Regions from separate parts of the Mus musculus genome. Here all the other regions are linked to region 2. A link is a contact called in public Hi-C and HiChIP or PLAC-seq data. All regions are on one chromosome and are shown on one strand. The core of a region is the stretch at or near the end of the contact, and the rest is flanking DNA. Distances in the headings are between cores, read along the strand shown. Region 1 overlaps Gm46545 (predicted gene, 46545). Region 2 overlaps Lpp (LIM domain containing preferred translocation partner in lipoma). Region 3 has its middle 39 kb from the start of Bcl6. Region 4 holds the start of Bcl6 (B cell leukemia/lymphoma 6).

Region 1 (2,954 bases), core at 273-2,772, 550 kb after region 2:
TGTCAACTGCTAAAATACCCTCTCCAGCCACGGCATTTTGGGTTTCTCCCACACTTGAATGCCTTGGGAGGTGAGTCTGGGCAGAGCTCATTTGTTCCACAGTACTTGGCTCTGGTACAATGCCTGATGCCTGGTCAGAAAGCATTTTATAGACAGCTGTTAACCATCTTTATTTCAGAAGTGTGGTGAGAAGAGAATTAAGAAACAGGTGTGGGACTGGCCACCAAGAGAGCAAGTGGGGAAGGTGCCCAGCTCCAGAGCAGAGGGGGCCTGAGCCCACACTGTGATTCCCAACCATGGGGAACAATGGCACCCACTGGGAAGAGCCCCCAACCCGGAATGTCTTAGGAGTCTGCCTTCTCTTATGAAGTCTCACCATCTCAAGGCCCAAGCTGCTATAGAGGTCAGAGTCATGCTCCGGAGAACCCACAGGACCAATGTTTCCCTTTGACCTCATTGAGAACTAGTAAATGCAATAAGTCCTTGTGGACTCTTAAGGAATTCTGTCTGGACTCTGAAGAAAATAGAGTAGAGGTCACAGCCAAATCTGCCCGCGTGTCGAGAGGCTGGATTCCAGAAACGAGGGAAACAGAATATTGTTTGTGAGAATTGCAAGCATCTGGAGAGTCAGAGGCATGAGGCAATGATGGCACAACCAGGGGATAGCATTTTCTTGAAAAGGCCTTGAATTTTCATGGGTGAGAGAGCAGAATGTTGTGCTGAAATGACAAGTCTCTACTCAAAACCCCTAAGCCACTCTAGACTTGCTGTGTGACACTGGAAACCAACCTCTCTCCATCTTGTTTTCCTTACAAGGCTAAGAATGTATGGCCAGGCTTGACAGAGGGCACCGATGAGATACTGCACGTGAAACTCCTATAGCTGGCAACGTTAGATAAAGGAGAAGTGCCAATATAAACAGCCCTATCCACTGTGCTTTCTCACGTGCCTAGGCAAGGGGCTTGTGCTGGCATGGCTAACATTCTCTACTTTCAGAGAGCAAGACACAAAGAGATGGAATAGCCACGGATATCATTCAATATCACCTGGACCAAGAAGTAGAGTGTCCCTTGGGAGAAAGACCTCGGTGCCTACCCATGGCATTGCACTTCCTCTTCTGAGAATGGCACCATTACAGAACTATCCAGGGTGGGGCCCCAGACCACAGAGACTTCCTTCTGCCTGTCTGCTAGAGGGACATCTGCTGGGATGGTTAGGAAGGTAGCCACTGTCACAAGCTCCAGGGCCCAGAACTGCCCTTCTGCTTCTCCACCCTGCCTCTTTCTGCTCTTGGTATGATCTCTGCTTTGGGGTAAAAGAGTGGGTGCCTGGCTGCTGGGGGTGGGGTGGGGTGGGCATCAGGGAATGGGTGTTTGTCTTTCTTTGGTTCTGTGCTCTTTGGATTTCATCTATCATACAGATAATTACCCAAACCATTTGAGTTCTGCTTCTGCAACAGGGTGTCCCCACTGCGAGGTCCTCTAACCACGGAGTTCCCCACACCCACTCTATCCCCTAAAGCTCATCCTCACCATCATCATGACTCCATAAAATGACAGGAGAAGAGATGTGAAGTGAATCATCATGGCATTGGAGGAGGGGCAGAGAGAGAGAGAGAGAGAGAGAGAGAGAGAGTGTGTGTGTGTGTGTGTGTCTGTGGGTCCAGATGAGTGCTTCTTAAACAGCCTCTTGACTTTTTCATATGATTTGCTGAGCCCCATTGAAAGGGATAGAAAATTCAGGGTGGAGGCATATTGGCCCCAAAGGCAGCCAATGTGAAAATGAATTGAGGCTGCAACCAGCCTCTTAGAACACAGGACAGCTTTTCTTCACATCCCCAGGATGGGACACTGGGTAAGGGGATTACACTGTCACACCCCTGAACCTCAGCCTCCCTCCTCACCAGGCCTCTTTGGACCTCAGCCTCACCCTCCCTGAGGCCTCTGACATAAACCCTGCCTTGGGCCTGCTAGGCCCTGGATCAGAATGCCAACATAGGATGTCTTCTCAAAGGATCCACCACTAGAGCACATGTCCAGGGACACCCCAGGGTCCTAAACTGTGGATGTTCTTGAGGTCTTAGAGGACAAGGACTTTGCTGGGTAGAACATATAAATGGAATGAGTGAGGGTGAGTATCTGCTCCTTCATCAGCAAAAGGACTAAGACATCAATAGAAGAAATATAGACCATTGCAACTACAAACAAAAGGAAAGGACTTTAAAAGTCCCTGTGTATAGATAGCCCTGTGGTTCTCAAACTTGACCGTGCCTCAGAACATGAGGACCAGATAGAATAGGTGATTGCTTGGGCCCCCTCTGAAGTTGCTGATTCCGACTGTCAATCCACTTCTATATTTCTGTTGCTCTGGTATGGAATTCCATTGCTGCTGCTCTGCGGACCATGTTGAAGAGTGACTGGTTCATTTTTTTGGTTTGGTTTGGTTTTTTTAAAGCCTAATTCATTTCATCCATGGCCCAAGGTGCCCCGACAGGTGAGAGGTAAACAAATAAAAATCACACTTTCTCATTGCCTCTCCTCCCTCACCCCTACTTGCTCATTGGGTTCAACCCTCCTGTACTGCAACACAACCCGAGCAAAGAAAGCTATCCCCACCCAGGCTCGCTAATGGCTTTATCCACTCCTACAGGGTGACATGCATGACTTAGAGCTGGCACTCAGCCATCCTGTACTGACCATGGAAGAGGTAGCCTACCCTTAGGATTTCAGTGTGCGTCTATAGATCTCCCTGATCCATACTTTCACTCTAATTTCATTGTTTTAGCTCATTGTCCAACGTACTCTGGTTGACACCTTTGAAGTGCTGGCTGGTTGGTGAAAGATTTCTTCTTACATTCAGGGGCTTCACTCTGACAGAAAAGGGAAAGAAAAGAAAAGGGAAGGGATGGAAAGAAAAGGGAAGGAAAGGGAAGGAAAAGAAAGGAAAGAAAAGAA
Region 2 (3,050 bases), core at 296-2,795:
CCTAAATGTGTGACATATGAAAAGGCATATAAACACATGCTTCGACTTGGAAGGATGGAAGAAAGAATTTCTTATTACAATCTTTTTCTGTTGCAGCAAGTTTTCAAGCCCTCTATTAAACAAAGGTTTCTAAGCTAGAAGAAGACACAGGGAGGAAGGAATGGGATGTCTAAGTTGTTGTTTTCATGGACAGAATGAAGAAAGGATTGGCACTAATGCCCAAAGGTCAGGCAAGACCATTAAATGGTGACAGTACTTAACATTACTGCGGGTAAGAACAGCAGTCAGCAGTACCAGATAAATGTCTGACTTTAATGAGAGCATGAATTGATATCTAGGGAATATGATAGCATAATTCTTACTTAATGTTTTGTCAGCAATCATATAAAAATATGAGATGTATGTAACTGAAACAGCATATTTACATCTGGTTTCCTATATAAAGAAAGCTGACAGGAACTCCTAGACTGTATGGCTCTTCTTTATCCATCATAAAAGACTGGAAGAAAATCCTAGAAGGAAATGCTATGTGGCTACTTTATAAGTAGCAGAAAGATCATTTATTTATGATAACATTTAGTAAGTGCTTACTAAGTACCAGGCACTATTAAAAGAGTTTTTAAATATAATACCTAGCCTTCAAAATAAGCAGGAACTGTTCCTCTACCCTTTCCTACACCAGAGATCCAGAGAAGTTCACTCACTGGTCAAATAACCACATAGTTAGCATTTCTCAAACAGTGAACAGCTACTATTTATCCCATACTGTACCAGGAAAATAGAAAGGCAGTGAAGAGTAATGTCAAAAGGAAGACATTTATAATTCAGAAAAAATTCACAGTCAGATACCTAAAAAATCAGCTAAGGAAGAATATAAATTATAAGGCAAAGTGGAAAATACAAATCCTACAGAAAACACATGGTTAAACTCCATTTCTGTTTTTAAAAGAATGAATTTCTAGACAAAATTGGGGTTGAACAACGTATGGAATTAAAATGACTAAGCTTACTCTACGCAGCCTTGATCCACATCAGCTGAGGCTAGACATCCTTAGGATGAGCTCACAGTCTGAAGTCCTTGGACATGACAGGTAACTGTGTAATAGCAGTCACAGTCATGGGAATGGAAGCTTCCTTAGAGCAGGTCCCAAGTTCATGAGGAGAACTGAGCAAAACCTCAGAGACGCCAAGACACATGGAGAGAATTAATGTGTGGATGGCCCCATCCAGTCATTGCCGAGTGAGCAGAGGGGTGACAGTGGGACTCTAAGCTGGCACACACCTCATGTGCACTGAAATTCTGACCCCCAGACAGTAACTGCTGAAGCCCCTGCCCTGAGCTGTAACTGTGCAAGGATGTGTTCCTGGAATGTTTGCTCAACATCAGCAGGTCAGAGAACTCCTACCAGAGACCATATCACTGATCTAGCGTGGCAAGGATTTCACGAACACTGAGAAGCAAAACCTGAACTTTTGTACAATCCCCACCATCACAGGAAGCACACAGTCGACCACAAATACTGTATTTTCTAGAACTTTCTTAAGAACTATAAAGTAACCCATTTGCAGAAGTTGTTGATTTTGTGCATGGGGACTGCACTGTTTGTGAGATTGAGGAAGCAAACGAAGGCTGATTTCCTGGGGTGAGTCACGGCCGTAACCCCCTTTTACTGTATTAATAGAACGGGGGGGGGGGGGGAATTTTCCAGGAAACATGTATTACCACAAAGACCAAAATAGAAAAAGGTGGCGGGTGACTTAATCACTAAACAGAGAAGAGTAGTCCCCTATCTTTATCAGAACAAGAAAACAATAAATCAAACCAACACATTTTGAAATGTGTTAACATCTTCACAGTTCCAGAGCTCTGTTTTAATATCACACAAGATTTTGTATTAGCAGAAATTCCATGAAAACTCTAGGCTGATTACAGATGAACAAAATTTCTGAAGAATTAAGTAGACTCTCTTGAAATAGTCAAACATCCACTTGTTCCTTTGAGCCTGAAATTAACAATGTATACCAACTGTGTGCCAGACTCCTGTCTTCAAGAACCAAATAGCTGATGAGAAAGTCACAGCCCTAATGAAGTCCAGTCTCTGCTGCCTGCCATAGCAACTCTTTTCATCCTGCTTCTGGAGGATTCCACAATGACAGCTCAAACACTAGTTCTGATCTCAGCCTCAGGATCAGAACTGTGTTGACTCTCATGAACATGGACACCTACAAGACTCCACTCTGGCTCCTGTCTTTCCTTGCCTCATATCGGGAAGAAAGCACTGTGGCCATGACAAGGGTAGATCAGCATCAAGTGAAAGACACTAACAAAACAATTTCTTAAAATTAACGTGACAACTGAGAGAGGAGGATCAGGAATGATATCTAGAACATGGTTAATACTAAAAAATCTTTACTATAGGTCATGTTACTATTATTAAAACAGTGATGACAAGAAGGAGAGGCTCAGTTTGTCACAGGGACAGAAGCAACTGTAAGGACATGCGTTCAGCTACCCTTTGTCTATGTCCTCACTTAGGATCCATCACATATCACAATGAAACTATGTGAGACACAAGAACACAAGTAGTGTGGTTTTCCTTTGGTTTATTTATGCAGGGTAGGATTTGAACCCACCACCTTAACAGTTGTTTGGCAAACCTTCTACTACTGAGCTATACACTCCCAGCCCCACACAGGATAATATACCAGGAACTGTCAGTAGACTACACCTGAACTCATGTGTCCATTGTTCAAGATCAGTGGGTATGGCTAGGAGAAAAATCTGTGCAACCATCTCTACCTCCTCCAGTACATAAAACCCTCTTATCTAATCAGTTCTAAATATCCTTCCAGAGCTGCCCGGGTTCAGTTCAGGGAAGCAGGCAGTAAATATCTGAATCCTCCAGCACGTTTCCCCATACAGTTATATCTATGAAGACCTTGACTGTAGGGACTATAGGAAAGACACATGACCAGTAACAAGGCAATGGGAATTCAAATTATTTTGTCACTTCGAATACTTTAATAAGCCACTGCTAGAAATGTTGGGC
Region 3 (2,836 bases), core at 169-2,668, 600 kb after region 2:
AAAGCAAGCCAGGGACAGGAGTCTGACTCTGTGTTACAACAGAATTCCACTGCTCTTAGGTCATGTCCCTGGGAATAGGATTAGGAGAATAGCTAAAGGGAGATTTAGGAACTGGAGTTAGTAGTGCCCTGTGATTGAAGATTGTTGAGGTTTGGGGGGAGCAGAGTTCAGAGAAAAGTTAAACCCCACTACTATTCAGTCTTGAACATTTGAGTGGAAGATAGAGCCCTTCATTGAGATGAAAAACACAAGGGGTAACAAAGGTTAGGAGGAAGACAACTATCAATCTGAGACATGCAGAAGTAAAGGGATGTATAAACTAAGTCAGGAGAATGTTGAATATGCAAATTTCAAACCCAAGTAGGAACTGGAGATACCATGTTGATGTTGCTCCTGCGGAGGACCTGGGTTAAGTTGCCAGTATCCACCCTGTTGGTTCAGTTCCAGAACATCTAGGGTCCTCTTCTGGCCTTCACAGAAATCTTAATACATGTGTGTATATACCCACACAGACAAACACGAACAAGTGTAAACACATATAAATAATTCAAATTTAAAAATCTAAAGAGTTAACCCAAGTGTACATTGTAATGTGAGGCTAAAACTGTGAATTATTAAAATTTAGAGAATAAATTAAAATCATAAGGGCAGATGGCATTTCCTAGAAAGGGGAAGAAGCAAGGAATGAGTTAAAAAAGGAAGGAAATAAGGAAGGGAGGGAAGCAAGGAAGGAAGGGAGGTACCCAGAAAAAGAAAGCCAGAAGGTTGCTGATATTTAAAAGAAGAATGGGACCCAACTAGTCTCAAAGGGAAATCAAGAAAGAACACTGCACACGATCAGGAGCGAAACCAGTAAAGTTTTATGCAAAAGAAATAAAGGGCGTGATTTAATCAAGGTCAAGTGTTTCAGAAAATTAAGAATGCCTAGCAGATAAGTACTGGAATAGAGTCAGAGCCGGGACCAACTTAATATTGTCCTTCACAAAAGCATTTATGATAGAGGGTAACAGCAGAAGCCAAGACCGGAGAGGGGGCCAGACAGTGCAGAGAGTTTGTGCTGAATGCCTTAGAGGGGTTTGATAGGTCTCTCTCTTTCCTCCTCCTCCTCCTCCTCCTCCTCCTCCTCCTCCTCCTCCTCCTCCTCCTCCTCCTCCTCTTCCCCCTCCTCTGCCTCCTCCTCCTCTTCTCCTTTTTCTTCTCTTCTCCCTCCCCTTGCATTCTCACTATGAGAGACCTTATTATGCTTAAACGCCAACTGTGGGGGGGGGGGGCGATGCTATTTTCATTTTAATAACCATGAAAATTTGGTTTCTCCAGCAGATGAGTTCATAAGTTTTGTCTCTTTAGAAAGAGAAATCCACTGTCCCATTGTGTTCTCTTTTTCTACGTAGTTTCCAAGAAGCTTAGAATCAAATTCGGTTCCCCTAGATGGCTGGGAGTATTTATGGCCACTTCCTTCTCCGGCTTTCTGTTCTGTTTTATACCTACATATCTTAGGTTAAAGTAATTATCATGAGAACTTTACAAGAAATTTCTTCTTGGTATTCCCAGTGTCTGTCCTCCGTTCAACGGTGTGACAGACCAACAACATGGCTGCTGCTCCAGACTGCTTGAGGCATTAGCTGAGAGGGCCAGGCCTGGCTTTCCAGAACTGTACAGCGTGATAAGCCATTCCCTCCTCGTGGTGATTTTGGCAATGTAAATGAGAAGGAAACTACTTTGTTGTTTTAGCCTTTCTTATTTTGGATCCCAGTGGGGCAGCTGAACCTAGGCCTTGCCTTACAGAGTCACCAAGGAATGGCAAACAGAACATAGCACTATCACCAAGCAAAACTGCTGTATGTCACAAGGCAGAGTAAGCAAGTGAGTTAGGCATAACCCCATCCTCGGGAAACTCAACAGGGGACAGAAAATGTCAGGCACACGCATTTCAGTCATGCTAGCCGAATGGTCACAATACTCTGAGGCAAGAGGATGGCCAGTTTGACGGCCTAAGGAGCGTCATTACCAATAAGTAACCTTTGAGTTCAGCTTCCAAAGTCAGAACTTTTTGATTCGTAGAAATGAATAAGAAAAGGGCTGAGGGTCTAACTCAATGACATGGCTCTTGCTTTGCCCTCAGGGTCCTGGGTTCAATCTCCAGCACCACTGGGAACAAAGGGAAAGCACCAAGGCACCTTAGGCAGAAGGAAGGCCACCTTCCCTTCGGATTTTAGATTCCAGTCATCCTGGAAGTGTGGTCCCCCAGAGGGCTTCCAGGTTGTGCTCAGACCCCCAAAACAGAACAATGAGCATTGTGAAGTTATGACGAAAAATGTTTGCAGTATATAGGAGAATCAAATGCTTTCCAAGCCTCTGGTCCCCGCATTTATGAAGAGGCCTTGACCTGTTAATTCCGAAGCATTTGTTAGATTGATTAGCAAGTGCTCTCCTCAGTGCCGACTCATGGGCTTATTTTGAATTACTCAAAGTGCAAGTAGACACTGAAACAGCGTTTTTCTAAAGAATCACCCAGCATGATGACACCTTCCTCCCCCACCCCCGCCAATGCGAACAGAGCTTTTCTCCAATTAGCACTCCTTAAAGAAAGGACTGCAGTCTTACACTAGGCTTTTATTGTTAGTACCCGGTAAAGCAGTGAGCTCTGGACAAACCCCCAGGCTGCTGCATAGAAGAGTTGGATTTGTTGTTGTTTTATTTGTTCATTTAAAAAAGCCATAGTTGCCCTATTGCATGGTCCAGGTGGAGTGCAGTGTGCCGTTCCAGGCCACATATGTGCGTGGATTGATCACCTGAGGTGTGGATTGTCAGTTTGGGTTGAGGAGGTTTAATAGCT
Region 4 (2,932 bases), core at 12-2,511, 640 kb after region 2:
GGGAAAGAAAGATTCCGCTCCTCTCCTCCCCTCAGCTCTGCTCCAAAGCCTAGAGGACCCGGCTGCGAGCAGTGCGCCTAGTGTAGCACAGCCTGTACTCAATACGCGCAGTATCTGTGATCCTGGCAGCCAGGCCTTTAGAATTCCCTCAGGCTGATCCCTTCAACACATACTGAAGAGATTTTTTTTCCTTTCTCCCGACGACCTTGAAACGAACCCAGTGGGGGTTTAAAAAAAAGGGTGGGGGGAATGTTCAAGACCTTAAGAAAATAGCAAAATACAAACATGTATTTGGCTTCACAGAATGTTGTAACAGGCAAACATTACACGTACCCACACACACATTTCTAGCATCAAGAAATTTCCTGAGAGTCAACAGTAACAGAGTAAACCCACCACTCGCTGTCCTGGAAAGAAACAAACCAAACCAATCCAAATCCTTTTACATCTCTTTCAAGTGCAGGAAAGCTTCAGCAAAAGTCCAAGAGGAAAAGGAAATTGTACCAAGGGCGGCTGGGGGGCGGGCGGGGGGGGCGGGCGGGGAGCGGTGGTGGTGTTGGAGGTTGGGGCTGTCATATGTGGCCAAAAATGTAAGCTTCTGTCAATGGTATTAGGTTGAAATATTGCACCTTTAGAGAGAGAGAGAGATAGAGAGAGAGAGAGAGAGAAAGCGAGAACGCAGGGAGACAATAAAACCAACGAATGACAGTCCCGACGATTTACATAACACCACAAACTTGCAAAAGGCAAAAATCAGAAGCGGAAAAAAAACCCCACCTAAATCATTAAAATACAACAGGAGCATCCCAAGCCACCATCCCCAAAGGACCCCCCCCCCGCCCCAACATAATTGTCCCAAATAAAAAGAAAACAAATGAACCCACCGAAAACTGCTTGGCAAATATTTTTCTCGTGGTGCCTAATACTCTAGCTGGAAGGAGCTGTGGTATTTATTGTTTTCTCCCTCCCTCGTCTCTCTAAACCTGCCTCTAACACACTTGTTCTAACGGCTCAACTCTCTCGCTCCCTTTTGTGTATTTAGCTCGAGGAGCCGAGTTTATGGGTAGGAGAGGAAGAATTAGCCCCAGACCCCGGGAAAGCAAAGCGCACTCTCCCTCTTATGTCACCGAATAGCAAATTAGTTCTCAGAATTCCAGAGGCCGAGCTTTGCTACAGCGAAGACGCCGACGTCACGGAGCCCACGTGACGGCGGCGGAGCGGGCGGTTCCATCGGTGGCCCGGGGCAGGGAGGGTCGCCTTGTAGCCGCGCGCGCCCGCCTCGGGACCCCCGGTGTTCCGGGCGGCGGTGCTGCGGGAACCACGATCCGCACTATAGGGCGGCGAGCGGCGCGGCCCCGAGGCATTCTGCCGGCCGGGAGGGCGCTGCGGAGCGCGCCGCTGCCACCGAGTCCTCCCCTGCTGCGGAGCAATGGTAAAGCCCGCAGCTCAAATTCCGAGAATTGAGCTCTGTTGATTCTTAGAACTGGGGTTCTTAGAAGTGGTGATGCAAGAAGTTTCTAGGAAAGGCCGGACACCAGGTGATTATTGCTGTTGCTGCCGCCGCCGCTGCCGCTGCCGCCGCCGCCGCTGTTGCCGCTGGTGCCGCTGCCGCCGCCGCTGCTCATGATCATTATTTTACCTTTTAATTCTTTTTTTTTCCGCTTTTGCCAAATGCTTTGGCTCCAAGTTTCCTATGTGTATCTATTGATATAAATGTATCTATTTATTGATTCTAGCTGTCAGGTGTTAAAATAAATGCCGAAGATCAGCCCCACGTCTCTCCCACTGTAGGATCTAGCTTTTCGCATACGTATTCTTCTTCTTCTTCTTCTTCTTCTTCTTCTTCTTCTTTTTTTTTTTTTTTTTTTTTTTTTTTTGCTGTCTTGGAGCGCCTCGGCCGCCTCGGGGAGGCTGTGCCGCCCTGCCCGGTGTTGTTTCGGTGTTTGGAGACGCAGGGGCGCGGGGCGGCGGGCGCTGGGTTGCGCGGCCTGGGAGGGCGGACCGCGGCGGCCCCGCCGGCTTCGCGCGGCTTGGCTTGCTTTCTCTGCTCGCTTGCAAACTGCCTTCCCCGCCGCTGCCTCCCTCCCCGCTCAGTTCTCCCGGTGCCCGCGTTGGCGGCCGTCCACCGGCCCCGGCCCCGGCCCCGGCCCCGCACAGTCCCTGCCTTGCACCCGAGCCGGGAGTCAGCGGGGGGAATGCAAGCCAACTCCTCGGCTGGTTGTTTTATTTTCCCTTTTCTTTTTGGTCATAAAGCCAGATGAAGTATCGTGTCTGCAGTTTCCTTTGAGAGCCGTGATCTTCCCAAGGAGAGACAGTGTTTTGGGAAGGCTTCGCTTGCACGGGGGGCGGGGACGTTGAATACTTTGAAAATTACTCTTTCTTGGTTGGAGTCGAGGCAGTCGGGAACCCGGGTGCGCTCGGTCTGCCCAGCCCGAGGAAGGAGGCTTGAAGGCGGGACAGGGATTTTGGGGGAGGGTGGGAGAGGGGTGCGCGGTTTTTTTGTTTTTTGTTTTTTGTTTTTTTTGCACCTGCGGCGCTTTCAGCGTGCGGGACCCGGGGGGGTCTTGGCCAGCCAGCCCGGAGCTCCGGAGAGGTGGCGGGATTTCTGGCGGCCGCGGTGTTTGTATTTTGGGTGCTGCGTGACTGCGTTGGCTCTCAGCGGTAGTTCCCTCCCTTTCCTAAATTTAATTTCATTTTTCCCCCTTGGTGCAAGCTGTGTTTAAAAAAAAAAAAAAAAAAAAAAGTGGCCCTGGGTATAGCGATAGCCACTCTTCAGATTCCCAAGGTCCTTATTTTGGGAGAAGGAAGAAAAACAGAGCCCCAGCCTGCGTTCCTGATTTGCAAGATCAGGGAGGGAAGAAGGGGTACTTTGTGATTCCTGCTGGGGGACCCCGGACGGGAGGAGCGGGTGCGATAGGGAGATCTTTGTGAG

The links. Hi-C and Micro-C count contacts between places; a contact is called where the count stands out from the background. HiChIP or PLAC-seq counts read pairs in DNA pulled down with a chosen protein or histone mark.
Region 1: a contact with region 2 is called in an H3K27ac HiChIP or PLAC-seq map of microglia, with 8 times the contacts expected there. The contact joins two enhancer-like sites. A contact is called at or near these places in 1 of 15 datasets of contacts at CTCF or cohesin (large pre-B cells), 1 of 484 Hi-C or Micro-C datasets (liver) and 3 of 115 datasets of contacts at active chromatin or transcription factors (bone marrow-derived macrophages, large pre-B cells and microglia).
Region 3: a Hi-C map of bone marrow-derived macrophages shows a contact between it and region 2, with 18 read pairs. The contact joins two enhancer-like sites. A contact is called at or near these places in 1 of 484 Hi-C or Micro-C datasets (bone marrow-derived macrophages) and 2 of 115 datasets of contacts at active chromatin or transcription factors (bone marrow-derived macrophages and microglia).
Region 4: a Foxp3 HiChIP or PLAC-seq map of regulatory T cells shows a contact between it and region 2, with 10 times the contacts expected there. The contact joins the promoter of Bcl6 here to the enhancer-like site in region 2. A contact is called at or near these places in 17 of 39 promoter capture datasets (the 3T3-L1 cell line, the C10 cell line, the HPC-7 cell line and 12 more), 2 of 15 datasets of contacts at CTCF or cohesin (large pre-B cells and pro-B cells), 58 of 484 Hi-C or Micro-C datasets (the 63-12 cell line, the AML12 cell line, B cells and 36 more), 51 of 115 datasets of contacts at active chromatin or transcription factors (the 230-238 cell line, DN3 thymocytes, the HPC-7 cell line and 39 more) and 5 of 9 other capture datasets (adipose tissue, embryonic stem cells, liver and 2 more).

The regions. Positions count from the first base shown.
Region 1 is chr16:24,074,864-24,077,817 of GRCm38.p6, reverse strand. Gm46545 (predicted gene, 46545) reads left to right here. Exons shown (of 2, transcript NR_155457.1): 2 at 179-1,343. Among named protein-coding and RNA genes, the nearest start is that of Gm46545, 6.3 kb to the left of the region's middle. Within about 2 kb of position 1,522, at least 31 of the 459 cell types and tissues checked have an H3K27ac peak or open chromatin away from gene starts, as enhancers often do. A contact at or near this core is called in bone marrow-derived macrophages, where this site is marked.
Region 2 is chr16:24,628,011-24,631,060 of GRCm38.p6, reverse strand. The region is part of intron 5 of Lpp (LIM domain containing preferred translocation partner in lipoma); the gene reads right to left. Among named protein-coding and RNA genes, the nearest start is that of Mir28a, 200 kb to the left of the region's middle. Within about 2 kb of position 1,545, at least 111 of the 459 cell types and tissues checked have an H3K27ac peak or open chromatin away from gene starts, as enhancers often do. A contact at or near this core is called in the 230-238 cell line, the 63-12 cell line, B cells and 25 more, where this site is marked.
Region 3 is chr16:24,026,238-24,029,073 of GRCm38.p6, reverse strand. No RefSeq gene overlaps it. Among named protein-coding and RNA genes, the nearest start is that of Bcl6, 39 kb to the right of the region's middle. Within about 2 kb of position 1,418, at least 15 of the 459 cell types and tissues checked have an H3K27ac peak or open chromatin away from gene starts, as enhancers often do. A contact at or near this core is called in bone marrow-derived macrophages and microglia, where this site is marked.
Region 4 is chr16:23,987,181-23,990,112 of GRCm38.p6, reverse strand. Bcl6 (B cell leukemia/lymphoma 6) reads left to right here and starts at 1,261. Exons shown (of 10, transcript NM_009744.4): 1 at 1,261-1,538. Gm31527 (a long non-coding RNA gene) reads right to left here and starts at 1,846. Exons shown (of 2, transcript XR_384770.3): 1 at 885-1,846.